2 separate regions of the Dromaius novaehollandiae genome follow, and region 1 is linked to region 2. A link is a contact called in public Hi-C data. All regions are on one chromosome and are shown on one strand. The core of a region is the stretch at or near the end of the contact, and the rest is flanking DNA. Distances in the headings are between cores, read along the strand shown. Region 1 holds the start of LOC112993242 (ras-like GTP-binding protein RHO). Region 2 overlaps HS1BP3 (HCLS1 binding protein 3).

Region 1 (2,700 bases), core at 73-2,572, 410 kb before region 2:
TCTTTCTTCTTCTTTTCTCATTTAGCACACATTGGCTAATAATCTCCAGGGCTGTATCAACACCTTCTTTTGTCTTGGCAGAGCACTCCAGGTAAGCATATGCCCCAATGCTGGCAGCCAAAGCTTTTCCTTTCACAGTGCTAATTCTAACACCTTCATCATCCCTTAGGTCTATCTTGGTAGCTACCAGAATAATAGGTACTGTGGAGCAGAAGAATTTGATTTCTGGAACCCAAATATCAAGGATGTTTTGCAGTGAGTCTGGCCTGTCCACAGAAAAGCACATTAAAATAACGTCTGTGTCCTGATAGGAAACTGAGCGGAGATTTTGATAACCGGCTTCATCCTTCCCTGACACATCGAAGAGAATTAGCTTCAGGTTCTTCCCATCTACCTCTATGTTAGTGGTGTAAGTGTCAAACACAGTTGGCTCATAGCATTTGGGAAGCTGTTCGTGGCGCAGAGCAAAGAGGAGGCATGTCTTACCACAGCTGTCATCTCCAACAACAGTTAGCTTTCTCCAAAGAGCAGCCATGCCTTGAAAACCAAGATGAGGTACAAAATGAATTAATCCAGTGCCCTTTTTTTTTTTTTTTTTTTAGCTTTTGTGAAGAGTAGAAGAATGGAAGAAGAAATCCTATTATTTTGGAATTCTTCTCATTATATCATCTTTTCTCTCCATACTTCTCTCTTACCTGTGTTCCTCCTTTTTTGCCCTTCAGTTCTTCTAGTATTAGAATGTTCTGAAATTGTGATTACCTTGCTCTTGACTATTTTTACACATCAGAAGTTCAAGATAAAAAACAAGTCTAGCTGTAACCTAAATTCCTGCAGTGTCCTATGCTTCTGTTTTATCATCTCACGCACTGTTTATGGCCAGTGTTCAGTTCATAACAGATTTCATTTTCTAGATTGAATGACTTAATTTTGTAAGCGAGATGGAATATAAAACACTGTACAGAACAACTATCCAAGTAAGTTTTATTGACTACATTTTTCCCACCATGGTCACCAGTGAAATTCTACCAATGGCAATAGCTATCCTTTGTAAATCCATGCTGCCTTTGTTCATAGATCTGTTCTCATGTGGGATTAAGAAAATGTTCTCTCCTCATATATTCGCTGTTATTTTATATAAAATAGAAGTCTGTTAGACTTACAGGATAGTAATTTCCAGCATCAATCTTCCTTTCTTGATTTTCAGTATTAGATTGGTTTCTTCCAATCTTGTTACACTTCAGTTTCCGTAGGCCACAGATTCCCCTATACAGAGAACTCACCACCACTTTACAAAGACCATTATGATGAACATTGTATTTAAAGGAATAGGCTGATGTTTCTAAATTTAGCCAACCAATCTACAAAGAGAACTGAATGAGATCATGCCTCTTAAAGGAAACCCACTTTACTGACAATAAAGGGCAAGTTACGCAATCCATTAACGAATCACAGCACATTTGCTTTAGAAATTCCCTTTTCCTATTGCAAAACTTATCTTGAGTGAGCATTTCAGTACCAGGTGTGCCAAACTGGTTTTGTGCATAGGGCTGAGAACTAGAGAGTAAAACAGCAGTAGATCAAAGTCCTGCCAGCCAGATCCTCAGGATACTCTTTTCCGGATCTGCTGAGACATCTTAGAGAAATGAATCACAGAACAGCTGAGGTGGGAAGGCATCTCTGGAGATCATCTGGTCCAACCCCCTGCTCAAAGCAGGGTCAACTACAGCAGGTTCTCAAGGCTTTGTGTCCAGATGGGTTTTGAACATCTCCAAGGATGGAGACTCCATGACCTCTCTGGGCAACCTATTTCAGTGTGTGACCACCCTCACAGTAGTGAAATGAAATCTATCAAGGCAATGGTCTATAGAAAAAGAACTGTCCAGTTTTCAAGTTAAGTGATAGTGTGAACTATCTTGGACTTCAGAGATGAAGACTGAATTCCCTGCTATCCTGCTGGCATTGGACAAGTCATTTCTTTTGCCTCTGTCCCAGTTTTCCTGGTAGACAAAGACTGCAAGGTGCTCACATGCACTACAAACTAAGGACAAAGGGAACCAAGGTAGCTTAATTTGATCTCTCTGCAGAGAGAAGTGACTGCAAAGGCATTATTGGTGAGGCAGATACTTAACTGCTGGCATGTAGTTACGAGGTCAGTCCATTTTTTTCATATAGCTACTGAAGAGTTCTTCATTCCAGATGAAGGTTTTAGCCCAAAGATGGGGAGCTTCATATCTTGCTTTTTCTTTAGCTTGAGTGAGTCAGAGGCCTGAAGGCACTTTAGTTTTCTACGGTGGTCTAATTTTACTTTGCCACACCATATATCCTGAGTATTATTCGGGTACGACTCTGATAGTCTTGCCACTAAAGCCCAAATTTTATAGTAACTTGACAAAATAAAAGTCATTGGATTCTGACTTGCTTCACTTATTCTCAGGCAGAGTAATGCCACTGAGTCCCACACAGCTCTTTAAGGTCATAAAGCCATTTCTTATTTGGCATGTGCTTTCACTTGTGCTGTACTTAGCCTGAACCTCTGCTTCAAAAATACACAATTCTTTTCCACTCCCTCTTTTGAACCTTGGCATTCCAGTTTCTAGGCAGATTAGTCCAGCTTCTCTGCTGAGAGCACTGATCACAAGAAGATCTGAGAATTAAATTCTGTTTTTCTTCAAGGACACTGGAAAGCAATGAACCTGCCAT
Region 2 (2,700 bases), core at 106-2,605:
ATGGTCAGCTTGCCCTGGGGAGCAAAAGGGTTTAGCTGTATGGTCAGGAGCTACGTCATCCTAGCTGGCACAGAGCAAGACTACAGTTCCTGTCCAGTTTTATTTACTAGTTAAGCCACAGTCAAATCATCTCGCACAGCTGCACAGTTCACTGTGATGATAAATCCTACCCCTTCTCACCCAGACAGAACATGTTGATGCCAGGTATCTCAAGCAATATGGAAAGAAAGGTTTGGAGCCTTGTCCAAAACCTATGGAAGGTAATAGAAAGCATTTGTTTAACTTCAATGATAACTGCCATTAACAATGATTTCAAGGTCACATTTCTAATAGATCTTCCCCTACAAGACCTCAGATATCTAAGCAAAAGTGAACTTTTCCACAGGCAGACTTATGAAATCAGTTTTATTCCTTTTACCAAAGGGATAGCAGAGAGATCTAACTTCTAAATACTGTACCCAAGATGCAATCTGTGAGAATTCAAGAGCAGCATCAAGATCTGCTGAGTCCCAGCTGTATGTCTGTCCTTCAGAACAATCCTCCTTCTGCCGGCACTTTAGACGTTCCCAGATCCAGCTAATTGCTGCAAGGGGTGGTAGCAAACGGATCTGATCCCCCAGGTGTGTTAATTAGTACCAGCCCACAGTTACAATGGCCAATTCATGCATTTTTGGCAAGGTTATATAGTTCATTTCCAAAAACAGTTTTCCAAAAGCTAATTCTTTGATCCTTTGAAACCAAGACAGAAACTTCTGCAACAGCTCCATGGGGAAAAGGCAACAATGGCTTTAATAAGTCTGCTAAGTTGGGAACTTGACAGCATCAGATGAAAGGAAAAGCAAGTCTCCCATCTTGATTTAAACTGAGCACACATTCACACTCCCCCCCCACTGCTTCTTTTAGAGCAAACAATTCTGTTAAACATAGTGAACAGGAAAAAAAACAGGGCAGCTCTGAATCCGTCCCTCATTAGCAGTCTGTCTCATCTACAAACAGTTCTCTGGGTCTACTGACTAAAGATTTCCCCTGCCTTGGTGAAAGGAGCAGGCTAATCGATGAGGTAATGCTTTTTTATTCTAATTAAGGACTTGAGTCATCCTATTATTCTAAAGCCCATGAAACAAAGCATGTTTAAATCTGCCCAATTACCTCATACTCAACCCTCTTCCAAAGCAGGAGTAAAAAAAAAAGAAACTTTTTATTCTGTGTAGTTGTAAATTTATCCTGTACCCTTTGAGAATTGGCTGCTTCCTACACATCTGTCTCGGATGGTCTAAGGACTTAGTTAATGTGTCTGCAGAACGGCTCATGGCAGCTTCTGCATGCCTTCACCACTGTTTAGTTCTACACTGCTACAAATGACCGCACATCGCTGTTGAACAGGAAGGGAAAATCAAAAGCAGAGAGTTCACTTAAAGGACTACGGGAATTATTTGAAAACTGGTGCCAGCTAGTGGCAATGTTGTTTCATTCCACTTCCCTGACATTACTTGGCTTTACAATTCTTCTATATACAGAAAAGTGTGTGGCAAATTTCATTGCTTTAATATATTGCAAACAATGAACCAGGCCCATTAAAAATCCCACGACATTTTTCTTAAAAGCAGACTCTACTTCACTGAGCTGGTCAACTTACAAACTCTGTATTTAAATTTACATTGGTGCAATTACCCCTGTGTTACCAACTGAATTACACATTCTTCACTCACTGTCTGATGCTGCAATGAGGTGTTGTATTAAGCTGTGAAGTCCTTCCTGCCTTTTACCCTAGGTGTAGTTACGTTTGGGTTCTGCATGAAAACACTGCTGGATGGCATACATAGCTATAGCACTAGACAGAATTATTCACGATCCTTTGGGTGTAGGATGATTGCATAAACACAAAATCACAATTCATAAACACCATTAAAATATATTCAGTGTTCTAATCAGAAAGAAAATGAAGCACATTAAAATAATTACTTAAATTCCTTCCCAGAGGATCCTCAGGTTGCAGCTGTGTACGTACTGGAATCACTCAAGCCAGGCATGAAAGAAACTCGCAACTGAAGTTTAAGCAAGGCAATTGATTCAAAGTAAGTAATGGGGGAAACAATGACTGCATATTCTTTTAGGACCAGAAATCCAACACTAGATCAGGAAATCAGAAAGCAGACAAGGACAATGCTGGCATGAGGGAGAAAGTGACTCTCACAAGTTCTCCTTGGGTCAGGGAAGTGACTAGGGCCCAAAACGAAAGAAAACAAGAGAGCAGCCAATTTCAGATCTCTAAGTTATCACAGGGCATCCACTCCTCTCCAAACCTGTCTGTCAGTGTGAGCAACCTAACGTTGATTCACCAGTTACAGTTCTTTCTGACTGCTGGAAGTGGACATAGCCACAGGGTTTTTTTTTTTTTTTTTTTGCATTCACCGGTCAAATAAGGTCTCCTGAAGAAGCATTTATGTATGTAACCTGAAGACTTCAGCCAGAAACCCAGGAGTTCCAGAAAATCTCAAGTTTTCTTGAGTGCATGTACATTAAGTTAGCAACTACCAAAGGACAGGAATGAGAGAAGAGGGCTGAGTCCTTCTCACACCCATCTCAATACCCATGGTTGGAAAGCACAGCTAGAAAAGGTGCTCAGTTCCGTCACCTTGAGCCACTCAGGCCTCGCTAGAGCCCTCCCAAGGAAAACACCTTGCCAGATCCCAGAGCAAT

The links. A called contact is a pair of places that touch in the nucleus more often than the background predicts.
Region 1: a contact with region 2 is called in a Hi-C map of liver, with 15 times the contacts expected there. The contact joins the promoter of LOC112993242 here to the enhancer-like site in region 2. A contact is called at or near these places in 2 of 4 Hi-C or Micro-C datasets (brain and liver).

What each region holds. Positions count from the first base shown.
Region 1 is chr3:11,240,905-11,243,604 of bDroNov1.hap1, reverse strand. LOC112993242 (ras-like GTP-binding protein RHO) reads right to left here and starts at 1,322. Exons shown (of 3, transcript XM_026116667.2): 1 at 1,161-1,322; 2 at 1-537. The coding sequence starts at 535.
Region 2 is chr3:10,827,091-10,829,790 of bDroNov1.hap1, reverse strand. The region is part of intron 4 of HS1BP3 (HCLS1 binding protein 3); the gene reads right to left. Among named protein-coding and RNA genes, the nearest start is that of HS1BP3, 27 kb to the right of the region's middle. Within about 2 kb of position 1,355, at least 1 of the 2 cell types and tissues checked has open chromatin away from gene starts, as enhancers often do.